2 separate regions of the Bos taurus genome follow, and region 1 is linked to region 2. A link is a contact called in public Hi-C data. All regions are on one chromosome and are shown on one strand. The core of a region is the stretch at or near the end of the contact, and the rest is flanking DNA. Distances in the headings are between cores, read along the strand shown. Region 1 overlaps GSE1 (Gse1 coiled-coil protein). Region 2 overlaps GSE1 (Gse1 coiled-coil protein).

Region 1 (6,086 bases), core at 628-3,127, 190 kb after region 2:
AATCCCATGGACAGAGAGGAGCCTGGCGGGCTCCAGTCCACCAGGTCGCAGAGTCGGACAGGATGACTGAGCGTGTGAGCTGCTGGAGGTGGGCTGGATTTTGAAGGAACCTCCTGAGGAGGTGCTCAGCCAGGAGAAGGCCTCCTGATCTCTGCTTCCTGCTCCAGTTAATTTGACCCCAGTCGGGGGTGTGAGCGGGCACTCACCAGCATCCTCTTGCCCCTAGCACCAGGGAAACAGGATCCTGGTGAGCTGGGTCATTGGGGCAGGTGTCCCCACTCCGGGAAGGGTCCCCATTTGGCCCCCCCCTCTGCCATGGGACTGACCATGGCCTTCGGTAAAAGTTGCCCTTTTACTCCAACCTTCTTTTTCTGTCCGGTTCCCAAGCATCTGGGGAAGAAGGAGAGGAGGGCTGAGCCCAGGGAGGGCTCTGGACCGGCTACGGGGTGGGAACAGGCCCCACCGGGAGGGGAAGAAACGCCCCTGAAGAAATGGAGGGCTGCCAGCCCCAGCCTGAGTGGCGGGAAGTGGAGGAGTCAAGCCACCAACCTCGCTAGCGCGGAGCGCACGGGCTGCGGGAGAGCAATTCTCACCCTTCAACCCGGAGGCCATGCTCCGGATTACTGATTTCCCGGGGCCGGGCGCACCGACAGCGAGTGTCACCCATCGCCACCGTGCCAGCCCGCCTGGTGGCCGCCAGCATTTTTCTGGCCGGGGGCGGACAAGCCAGCTCGCCGCTGCCCCCGTGCGGCCGCGGGGCGTCCCTGCAGCTCCCCGAGGCCTCGACGGGCTGTACTGGGAAAGGGAGACTGGTTGCAGGTGTGAGCAGCTCCCAGCACAGCTCCCATTGCACCAGTGTGTGCACGTGACCTTGAGCAACTGCGGCCTCGACTTCCTCATCTGGGAACCGGGATCAGGCTCCCCGTCCCGCCATGCAGCGGAACCAGATGCCTGGGAGGGGGCGGGGGAATCTACCAACTCTGAATAAAGTAGCCAAACGATGAACCCAAGTGGCCACTCCACAAAATTCTGTGTTTTGCCACGGTGGTCCTCAGACATGTGGAAGAACTTGACCTCCCCCTCTCTACCACCACCATCAGGGTCTCCCCAGGATGAAGGGAAATGAGCTGGCCCACCGTGTCCTGGTGAGAGAGTTGGAGGGTGGGCCCCAGCGTCCAGACCTGGGGACGGGGCTGGGAGGAGAGTCCGATCCAGGTGCGAGTTTTCCTGCGTAAGTTACTCCCCCCGCCCCAGCCTGTAGTCCAGGTGGGAAAGTGTGGGACCCGCCCCCAGAGGTTTTTTAATTTGGTTTTTCAGGCCCTAGGCCCTAGGTTGAATTCTCCTGACTCCTCCCTCCCCCACCCCCCTCCTCCCGGAGACTCCCGGCGGCGATGGAGGCACCGCGTCCTCCGCGCCGAGTCTGCTGTCCCCTGCTGAGTGTGAGTTCCCGGAGGCCGCGCCGTGGGGACACCGTGTGGTGCGTAAACGAAAGCGTCCGGCGGAGGCCTAGGCCCGCACGAGGGAGGCGCGGCCCGAAGCCAGGCGGTGGGGGGTGAAGGGGAAGCGCCCCTCCCACGAGGTGCCAGGGCCGGCCGGCCGGCCCCCACAGGTAGGAGCCGGTAACGGCCCCCGGCTCGGCCTCGCAGGTCCGTTTCCCTTTTCGTTTGTGGTCGGCCAGGAGCCTTGTGCAAGGCGAGGGGCCGACCCGCGTGCCCTCGGCGGAAGGCGGAGCAGGGGAGTGGGTGGCTTGGGGGCGTCCGTCCGCGCCCTGCCCCTCGCCCCCCGGGCGGGCGGGCACCCAGGCGAGTCCTGCTCCCCGCTGGCGCGGGCTCCGACTGCTCCAGGCCCGCCAGCGTCATCGGGAACAGATGGATGGGGGGTGGCAGGCGCCCAGCGCTCCCTCCCGTCGCAATCCGGACTGGCGCGGGGAGGGAAGGGAGGGCGGGAGAGGGAGGACGAGAGGCGGGGGAGGCTGGGCCCGCGGGGACGGCTGCGTGCGCGCCTGCCAAGCGCGGCGCGGGCATGTCCTGGGGCAGGTTTGGGGCTGGCAGAAGCGCGGGCTGGCACCGGCGGCCGAAAGTTGAAACCCGCAGCGCGGCGCTACGGCGGGGTGCTGAGGGGTGGGTGCTGGTTTGCCTCCGGGGCTGCAAAGCAGGAAGGCTGTAGATGGAGAGGATTTTCAAAAAGAGGATGTACAGGCAGAGACCCCGGTGCATCCGAGCAACCCTGGGAGCTTGGGACGCGCGGGGTCAGAGCGCGGGGCGCGCCAGGGCCAGGGGGCGTCGGGCGAGGCGGGCCGCCATTGACCCGGCGCTTCCCGGAGACGCGGGGCTGGGGGCGGGTAGGGGGTGCCGGGCTGGTCCTCTGCGCCCGCCGCCGGTGGGGGCGGGGAGGCCAGGGCCCTCCGCTCTCGCCGTGCCGCCTGTGGGTGCCCAGGAATTTCAGGACGCTCCCTGAGTCATTCCAGTCTGTCAAGTGCCTGGGTGAGGTGGTGGTGGCGGTGGTGGTGGGGTGCCAGGAATGGGGAGGCGCTGTTCTGGGGCCGGAGGCCCAGTGGGTCGTGCCAGTTTCTGGAGGCGGGCGGCCTCGCCTCTGACCGCAACCCCAGCTACTTAATGACCCCCCTGGCGGAGCGGCGCCTGCGTGGACTCTCCAGCCGCTGGGACGTGAGTTCTTTAAAAGAACTACCCCGCCGCCCCCCGCACTGTGGCCTTCCCCAAAGTTACTTAGAACGAGAAGGCGGAGCTCTTGGAATTTGGGGGGAAGAAGGTGCGTAGGCCCGAGTCCTTAACATTCAACTCTTTCAAATTGGGAGAGTTAAGAGGGGCTGGGGAGGAGAAACGCACACAGCCTACTTTGTCTGCCCCCTCCTGCCCCCACCCCCCAACACAGACACCAGCTCCGAAAAAGTTTTCCTCTAGGAGGCCTCCAGCACACGTGAGTTTGTCCGCTCACTTCTCGGGGGGTCTGCTTTGTGGCACACGCTGTTCTCGACGCTCGGAAAGCAGTCGGGAGACGCGCACGGGCGCTGCTCGCCTGGTGGGCGTGTTGAAAGTGACCGCTCCCAGCTTTTGGAATCCAGTGGCTGGTCTCGGACACCAGTGTAGGTGGGACCCCTGAGCAGTGAAGCCCGGGGTCCCCGGGAACCTGAGGGTGGCACTTCCCCTACCTGCTGGTGTCCTCGGCTCACCTGGCCGGCCTGTCTGGGGAGGGGCGTGTGCCCGCGCGGGTGTACCCGGGCGCCGGTCGGTGCGCGCGCGCGAGCGCGTGTGTTTGCGGCTGAAACCCGACACCTCCCGCTGGCTGAGGTCAGAGAGCCGGGAGCGAGCCAGTGGCCCGAGAGTGGGCGGCGTTGCGCTTGGGTGTGTCCTCGGCGGCGGCGACAGCAGCAGGTGTTTCTTGGCCGGGGCCCCGGAAGCTCCACCTCCCCAGCGGGCCAGAGCCGCCGCCGCCGCCGCCGCCGCCGCCGCGCAGCCCCGGGTGAGATAAGCAGTTTAGACAAACACTGGGCGACGGTGGCTCCAGCATGTGTCAGCCGAGGCGGAGCGGCGGGGCCCTGGCATGAAAGGTGAGCGCGTCTAGCCGGGCGGGCGGCGGTCTCCGCGCGCGCCCCCACCCCCCGCGCCCGCCCCCCTCTCCTCCAAGTTCGTGGGTTTCGCGGGGGCGCCGCCAACGGCTCCGGGGCAACTTCCCCCGGAGTGTGTGCGGCGATAAGAGCCGGGCGGGCAGGCCAGCGACCCAAGGCCCCGCGTCCCGCGGCTGGTCGCAGCCTGGGCGTCCGGCCTCCAGGGGGGCTCGGGCCTCCCCGGGGCTCGGGCTCGGTGGCTTCGTTAGGCGAGTGGTGCTTTACGAGCGTGCGGCGGGTGGGAAGCAAGGGAGCTGGGGGGCTCTCTGTGAGCTGTCTACGCTCCAGAGCCGGAGTGAAAACTTTGCGGCGGCGGGGGAGGGAGCGAGGGGGGCGGCGCTGCGCCCCCGCGGCAGGTGCTGGCGGCGGCTGCGGTGGGCGGGGGGCATCGCCCGCTGGGGCCGCGAGGTTGGGTTTTTTTTGTCTCGCTCCCCTCCCCCTTCCCTCGGAGCTAGGGAGACCGCCGGGAGGGCGGGACTGCAGCCTCCAGGTCTCCGACCCCCACGCCCTGCTGTCCAAGGGCGCGCCCCGGGCTCCACGGCTTCTCCCCCGCTTCTCTGCTCCCCCCCGCCCCGTAGGAGCCGGTCCCCTGCCCCTCCTCCCGCTGAAGATGGCTGCCCCGGCCTCCGAGGTGGGAGGTGATTGCATCCGCCGCCCCCCACCCGCGCTGCCCTTTCCCCCCCCTCCTCGGCCTTTCTTGCTCCGCCTGGATGCGCCTCCCCGCCCCCAGCCCGGCAGCCGCGCTGATGGGCGGCGAGTGGCCCGACCGAGTGGAGCCGATTCAATTATATTGCAGCAGCAGAGACACCTCGTCGGCCGCCCGCCCGCCTCTCCAGCAGGCTAATTAAATTCCCTCCGTGGAGGCGGAGCGGGAGTCGGGCTCGTCCTCCCGCCTCCCCCCTTCCCACTCCCCCTCCCGAGTTTGGGGTGGGGGATTAATGGGACCCCTGAGAAGTGCGCAGGGGAGATGGAGGCGCGGGGTCGTGGGGGGAAGGGGTCGTTCGGATTGGGTGAAGTGTTGCCGCGATACCCCCCACGTGATGGACCGGGGTCCCCTGCCGGAGCGACGGCTCTTAAGTTTGGAGGGCTGTGTGCGCGGCGGGGGAAGCACCTGCCCGCCGGCTGGTTGGTGGATACTGGCCGAGTTGAGTCGATTTGGCTCTTGTTTTGTAAACTAGCCTTTGTCTGGGAAGTGCGTCTAAAATACATTAAATCCTTGTTAACCCCTGCAGTGCCTTATCTGGGGCCCACACAGGCTGTGGTTTGGAAACAAAAAGCGGGACCACCAGATGAAACAAAAAAGGGCTTCTTTTGTGAAAGGCTGGAACAAAGGGCCCCCTCGGATCCTGGGTGGGAACCTCCCTGCCTAAGCCGATTTCCAGGCCGGAGGGTGGGGGTGGGACGGAATGGGATGGGAGGGCAGAAGGTCTCCGGTGGGGCACTTGGGTCTCCGGAAAGTAGGCCTGCTGGACCTTCTCCCCCTAGTAGAAAGTTGGGTCGGGGGGAACCCCAGGTGAACAGGCTGCCTGCCTCTGGGCCTCCCTGGGTGTTACTTCTGCTCGGGGCACGTCAGCGTTGCTCAGCCTGTGTTTATGGGCGCCTCCACCCGCGGGTATGGCAGAACCTGCCGCCTGACTCAGCCGGGCCACGCCACAGGTGAGGGGCCGCCGTGTGTCATCCGGCAGGGCAGGGAGTCGCTGCCCCGCCCGCCCCGGGCTCGGCAGGCCTGGCTTTGTGATAACAGCTACACGGATACTTCCAGCGGGCCCTTATCGGGGCAGTCCTGCCCCGCTGCCCTGAAAGGGGGTGCCCGGCTGGCCTCTGTTACTTTGTCTCACTGCATGCAGAGAGGAGGGAAGGGGGCCGCAGGAGCCAGCCAGGCCTTTGGCACTCTTGATTTTCCTTTTCCGTGAACCTCGGGGGTGGTGGAAATCTGGAGCTGGTGAGCGGGTGACCGAGGTCAGCCCTGGCCTTGGGAAGGGAGGCTGGGAGGCCCGCCCCGATCTGCGGGGCATCGGGCAGCAGGCTGCCCCTGACGGCGCAGGCCCTGACCTGCTAGGGACAGCTTCCCAAATCCTGCCTTGTCAGGGTTGAGCAGGGTTTACTGATCCCTCCGTCTGGGTTTGCTGAGAGTTCCCCGGGTCATGGCTCCTGTCCACCTGAGGCTGGGAATAAGGAGGTGGGGGCCTGCAGGAGCCCGCAGCAAGCAGCAGACCTCTTTGGAAGCTCCGATGGCCTTTATTCAGCCATGCCCGCAGGCGCAGGCAGACCTTTGGCCTTCATTAACTTCCCTGTCTCTGGGGGAAGGTTAGGGCCGGCAGAGCCCAGAGAGCCTTGGGGTTTCTGAGCAGAAGCAGCTGCCCGCCTGTGGGTTCAGCACCTCCGGTTTCTGGCCTGAGGCGCCGAAGCAGAGTCTGCACAGCGCCGCTCTGTGGCAGGTTCGGGTCCTGCACCTCCAGGC
Region 2 (5,632 bases), core at 2,240-4,739:
CGGGGCCCAGGCTGGCACGGGGCCTGGCGCTGGGCGCCCAAGGGTGTGCACAGGTGAGCCTGCTGTCCTCCCAGCTATTGTAGGCAAAGCGCAGAGCCGGGTGGCTCAGAGAGGCACCGACTCCTACCACCCCTTCCTGCAGAGGGGAAACTGAGGCTCACAGGAGGGCACGTCCCTGCTGGGGGGCTCCTCTGGGCCTGCTCCGGGCACCCAGGGCCCCCTCCCCAGAGGACAAGCTGCCCCACCTCCCAGTGCTGCAGGTGCCCCGTGGCCTGACGCCTGCTTGTCCTGGCAGGACTAGGGCTGTCCCCATCCTAGCGGAGGGTCTAGAACTCGGTGACTCATCTGCCAAGTCCCTTCCTGCTTCTGGAAGTGAGAGGAAGATATGGCAGGAGGACCGGAAGAGGAGCCAGGCAGACCCAGGAATGGAGGAGCGAGTGGAGGGGGCCAGGGCAGCCTCTGAGGAGGCGCCGGTGGGACCACAGGAGTGCTCGGAGCTCCCCGTCCCACACCAGTGGGGACGCACAGGCCCCTCCCCTCCCTCCTCCATCACGACCACCTCTTGGCTCCTAGGACAGCAGGCCGGGCCCCGGCTTGGGAGGTGGGGGCATGGACTTTAGTCCCGACTCCCACCTCCCACCTTGGATTGAGTCTGACCACAGTAAGCACGCTGACAAAGAGGGCACGCCCCCGCTGCCCGCTTGTAGGCCGGGTGACTGCGAGTCAGCGAGCGCCCCAGCCTCGGTGGTGTGCAAGCAGGAGCCTCCCACCTATTGGGCAGGTCACGGAGGAGCAGAGGCCAGATGGGAGGGTCTTCCTACCACGCCTCAGTTCCGGTGCCCACCTCCTCCACGTGCCTGTCTGTGCAGCAAGGACCTCCTTTATACCGAGGCCCTTTGGCGCCCGTGGCAGGCGCCCATTCAGCAAACCCCCCGCGCCCTGCGTGCCAGGGCCCTTCCTCCCCCGTGTTCCAGGCGAGCAGCCGGCGGTCCCCAGGCCGGTCAGCTGCATGGCAGAGCTAGAATGAAAGTGAGGCACAGAGCTGCGTGGCAGAGCTAGAATGAAAGTGAGGCGCAGAGCTCGGGTCCTGGGCCACCATACGGGGTAAGGCGTGTCCTCAGTCACAGGCGGCCCGCCCCCATTTAGGAAAACGCTCCCTGAGCTTTGAGAAGTCCAGAAGGTTCGCCGGGGTCGCTACAGGGCTTGGGCTGGGAAGACCTTGCTGGGAGGCCCCAGGTCCCCTGCCAGGCCGGGGACAGCCCCAGTCCTGTCTGGACGGGCAGGTGCCAGGCCACACGTGGTGATGGCTGGCAGGACAGCTTGTCCTCCCAGGGGGCAGGGTGCTGGGTGCCTGGAGCAGGCCCTGGCCCAGCCTGCCTCATGGGTACTGGGAGAGCAGCCAGGGGCCACTGGGGGCTTTGATCCCATCAGCCTTCCCAGACTCCAGCCCCTTCCCCATACCCTTGGCAGCCAGAGGGACCACATTTTCCTCAGGCCCTGCCCCCGACACTGCCTGGTACCCAGCATCTGCACTTCCTGGGATTCTTGGACCAGAACATCCCTAAACAGAGGAGCGGAGCTGTGCCTTGGCCTGTGTGGTGGGTGTGGGGTCTTGGAGGGCAGTGTGCCCCTTCCTCCAGGTGGCAGCTCTGCTCCACCTCCTGCAGAAAGCCTTCAGGGATTGCTCTGTCCTCAGACCCTCCCTTTCCCCTCAATATTACGTCTTTTTCTCAGCTCCAGAGTGGGAAGGGAACTCTTAACTTCACCCAGGTCTAAACCAGGGCATGTGTGAGAACACAGGTGGCACAGTTACCTCTTATGTGGGGACATTAGCTGAAAACCAGGACTGTCCCAGGCAAGCAGGGACATAGAGTAGCCTAGCTTATACCATGATTGTTGGCCATTTGGGGTCCTGACTTCTCTGGTTCTCTTTCTTGTCAAATAAGACAGACAGAAATGGAAAGGGGACAGAAGGGAAGGGAAAGAGTCAAAAGCACAGGCTCTTGTGTTGCTGCTTTTCAGCGGAGCCTCAGCTTTCTCATCTGCGAAGTGGGCGTGCTGGTGGCGTCTGCCACACAGGGTCACCATGGGGTTAAACGAGGCTGCACGCACAGCACGTGTTCAGTCATGCTGTCCTTTTTCCAGCACCACGCCATGTCAGACAGGGCCTCCGACGTCCTGCTTGCTGCCTAGCAGAGGGTCTGTGCACAGTAGGTGCTCAGTAACATTTCTAGAAGGATGGATGGATGGAGAGTGGAGAATGAATGGATGGATGGATGGATAGAGGGTGGAGGATGGAAGGATGGATAGGAAGTGGAGGGTGGGTGGATGGAAGGATGGATGGGTGGGTGGATGCTTGACTGAATGAAGAATGAATGAATGCCGGGTCTCCTCTCTTCCCAGGCAACATGGAGACCCCAGCCCACAGGGAGCAGACAGCCCGGGGCAGGAATGACTGCTTTTGTTCCCACAGTCCTCTGTGGTCACCCGTCACCATGGCAGGACCACACACTCTCTGCATCTCCTTCATAAAACACAGGCCCTGGCTGCCCACCAGGCTTCCCTCCTTCCCTTTGATTTCCATCAGGACAGACGGAGAGGCCAAGTGGATTTCAGATCAGTTGCTCCCTACCCCTTCTCCCTGGGGGCTGTGTGTCTGTCTGTCTGTGTGTCTGAGTACGCGTGTCTGTGTCTGTGTATGTTGGTGTGTGTTGGGGGTTGACACGCGTGGTTCCCTTGCATGTTCACGGGCACGTGTGCGCACACCCAGAGGTTTCAGTGGGCCAAGGGAATTAGTGTGCAGACGGTGGCTTGGGCAGCCAGCCAGGCCCACTGTCCCTGGAGGCGGCAAGGGGCCTGGACGTGACGTGTGTCTGACCTGCTGGTTTGGCGGGGACCGTGGAGGAGAGCGTCCCTGAGGCCGGCTTCTGGGACCCCAGCCGCCTCCTTCGGGGGCACCCACTGCTGCCCCAGCCTCTGTAGGGTGGGGACAGACAAGTGACTGAGGCCAGCCTCCCTGCCCCTTCTCCAGCGACAGTGGCTCCTCACCCTCCCCGAGGGGGCCAGGAGACCACCCCAGGCATCCCCTCTCCCCAGACGTGGGGTGACAAGTGGGGCTCTGGACCAGGCTGGCCCGGGGTCAGATCCCCGCACGTGGCTCCGGCCCCTTCCCTGCGTCTCCCCCTCCCCCAGGCGATGGCTGACCACACAGTCTCAGGAGCCAGACCCCGCAGGCCGATCTGAGCCCGTCTCCCCGTCCGTGCAGTGGGCACAGCCAAGGACGTCCGTCTTCCCTAGCGAGGGGGAGGCCGGGCTGCTGAGGCCTGCCCTGGCCCCCAGGGGCTGGTCCGGGGTGAGTGCAGTGCTGGGTGGGCTGGCCTGGCCGCCTCGCGGCTCCCTGATGGCAGGCTTGGGCACAGACAGAGCCTGTGGCCTGGCGGTGTGGGGCGGCGGTTCTGCTCCCCCGCCCGCCTGCCCTCTTGCCCGCCGCCGTGTGGTCCCGGCGGGGGACACGTGAACACAGCCTGGCTCTGTTCTCGGAGCTGTGGGAGGCAGGCTGTCACCGCGGGAGCCAGAAGCTGGAGGTGCGCCCGGGAGTGGGGGAGGGTGGCGGATGTCTGCGCCTTCCTTCACCCTCAGCGCCCGGCCCTGCCAAGCCACAGGTGCCCCCGCGGCTTGGCGGGGAGGACTGGGGCTGGGCGAGGCGGGGAGGGGGGTCTTCTAGCGAGAGAGGTGTCCAGGGTGACACAGGTTGGTCAGCATGGCGACTGTTACCAGAACTGCGGGCCCCGCAGGGCTTCTGAACTGCTCCCGCCGTTGCTCAGGCTGTGCACTGCACAATCTCAGAGGGTCCCCTGGGCAGACTTGCTCAGTGTGCTGTGGCCTAGGGCCTCCCACCCTCTTCTCCACCAACCAGGTCTTTGTCTTCGGTTCTGGAGCTCTGGTCGTCTTTGATCGGAAGCCTGGCGTGCTGGTTGTGGTGGGGGCATGTGAATGACCGTGGGTGACAGAGCACCCACCTCTCGTGGGCGGCATGTGGTTTGGGGGGGTTGCAAGAGCCATGTCTGTCCTTCAGAGGTCAGAGTGACGTCTGCGTGTTCTGAGTGTCCCATGCATCCCATTCCCCAGGGGCATCTGTGTGGCGTCAGCACCCCGTGGGTTCCACAGCCCCTGCCCCCACCTTGCCCTGCCCCTCTCCCTCCTAGCCTGCCTTGCCAATATATAACGTCTCAACTTGAGGGCTCACTGCGGGCTGCTGGCCAAACAGAACCTGGAAAAAGAGACACCGACCGAAGAGAGACTCATGAGCTTCGGGCAAGTCACCTAACCTCTCTGTGCCTTTGTTTCCTCATCTCAGAAGCAGAGCTCATAGGCTGGATTGTAGGGTTGTGGATAGATTAAATGAGGTGAAAAGCACTTAGGGACGGGACAGCGTGTAGAAAATGCCAGTTGCTTCCTCACTCCATGTGCCTTGGGTAGAAGCTGCCAGCTTTGTTCTCTGCTCTGACACCTGGAGGTCCTGGCAGTTAGGAGGCTGGGGTTCACCTCCGTTGTCCCCCAGGGGTGGCTGGCACCAGACTTGGCGTGGGGTGAGCCCTGGATTCGTAAACAGCTGCAGGGCTGCAGGGGGCGGCCTCCCTCTCTCCCTCTCTGGGACCTGGGTGGGGGCAGGCCTGAGCCCCCTGTCACCCCAGCTCCTCTGCCCATGCCGGCCCCACCTCCCCAGCACAAGGAAACCACAGGCTCGGCGCTGCCTCTCAGCCTTATCTCAAGGCCTTCTGCAGACAGCCCTGTCCCCAGGAAAGGGGCTTATCGGCCTGCTCATCTGTGCCCCAGCCAACTGGGAACACGTGGTCAGGCAGCAGGGAGCTCAGAGTCGGGCAGAGGCCGCACTCACACTGGTCTTATGCAGCCCCCTCCTTCCTCCACGGGCACTCTGGGCATCTTAGGAAGGACCATGGGCCCAGGCTCCCTTCCTAGGCTCCATGACATTCAGGACCCACCAGCCCCTTCCCCAGCCTGCCGACCCGGCGCCCTCCACGGGGACACCGTCCACTTGGGCTGGCCTCCCAGGGCTCGTCTGGAGAGTGGGTGTGCGTGGGAGGGTCGAAGTCGGGAAGCCCGTTTTGGGGCAATGAGCTGTGGGGAGCCACCCAGCCTCCCTGATGCCCCGCTCACGGCAGGGGGACCCGGTTCTCCCCCTTGTACAAGCAACAACTTATGAGCGTTGAGCACTTATTGCGCCGGGTCTTCCCGCCCAGTCCAAGCCTCCTGGGCGCCCCAGCCCTGCCAGCCTTGGTGGCAGAGAGGCTTATTTTCCAAACCCAAAGATAGGCCCTCAGGCAGGTATCTGGCCTTGGGAAGGCAAAACGTGATTTCTAGAATATTCCTGTGGATTATAAGAACTGCAGGACTGGCCGGGAAATTCTAACATGGATAGTCACTATCTCCCTGAATGGTAGCAGAAAGTCACAGGTAGAGACCTTGTCTTCAGGGGTCTTAGAGTCCAGCCGGGCACCCCAAAGGTTAAGGGCACACATCGGAGAAGTCTGGGAGGGCTTCCTGGAGAAGGAGAGACAGCACCATGACTTGAAGGATTCCAGGATTCCAAGGAGGGTGGTGGGGGTCCTAC

Evidence for each region. Hi-C and Micro-C count contacts between places; a contact is called where the count stands out from the background.
Region 1: a Hi-C map of skeletal muscle shows a contact between it and region 2, with 3 times the contacts expected there. The contact joins two enhancer-like sites. A contact is called at or near these places in 2 of 11 Hi-C or Micro-C datasets (liver and skeletal muscle).

What each region holds. Positions count from the first base shown.
Region 1 is chr18:11,597,699-11,603,784 of ARS-UCD2.0, forward strand. The region is part of intron 2 of GSE1 (Gse1 coiled-coil protein); the gene reads left to right. Among named protein-coding and RNA genes, the nearest start is that of GINS2, 84 kb to the right of the region's middle. Within about 2 kb of position 1,878, at least 41 of the 102 cell types and tissues checked have an H3K27ac peak or open chromatin away from gene starts, as enhancers often do. A contact at or near this core is called in liver and skeletal muscle, where this site is marked.
Region 2 is chr18:11,410,117-11,415,748 of ARS-UCD2.0, forward strand. The region is part of intron 2 of GSE1 (Gse1 coiled-coil protein); the gene reads left to right. Among named protein-coding and RNA genes, the nearest start is that of GSE1, 160 kb to the left of the region's middle. Within about 2 kb of position 3,490, at least 34 of the 102 cell types and tissues checked have an H3K27ac peak or open chromatin away from gene starts, as enhancers often do. A contact at or near this core is called in liver and skeletal muscle, where this site is marked.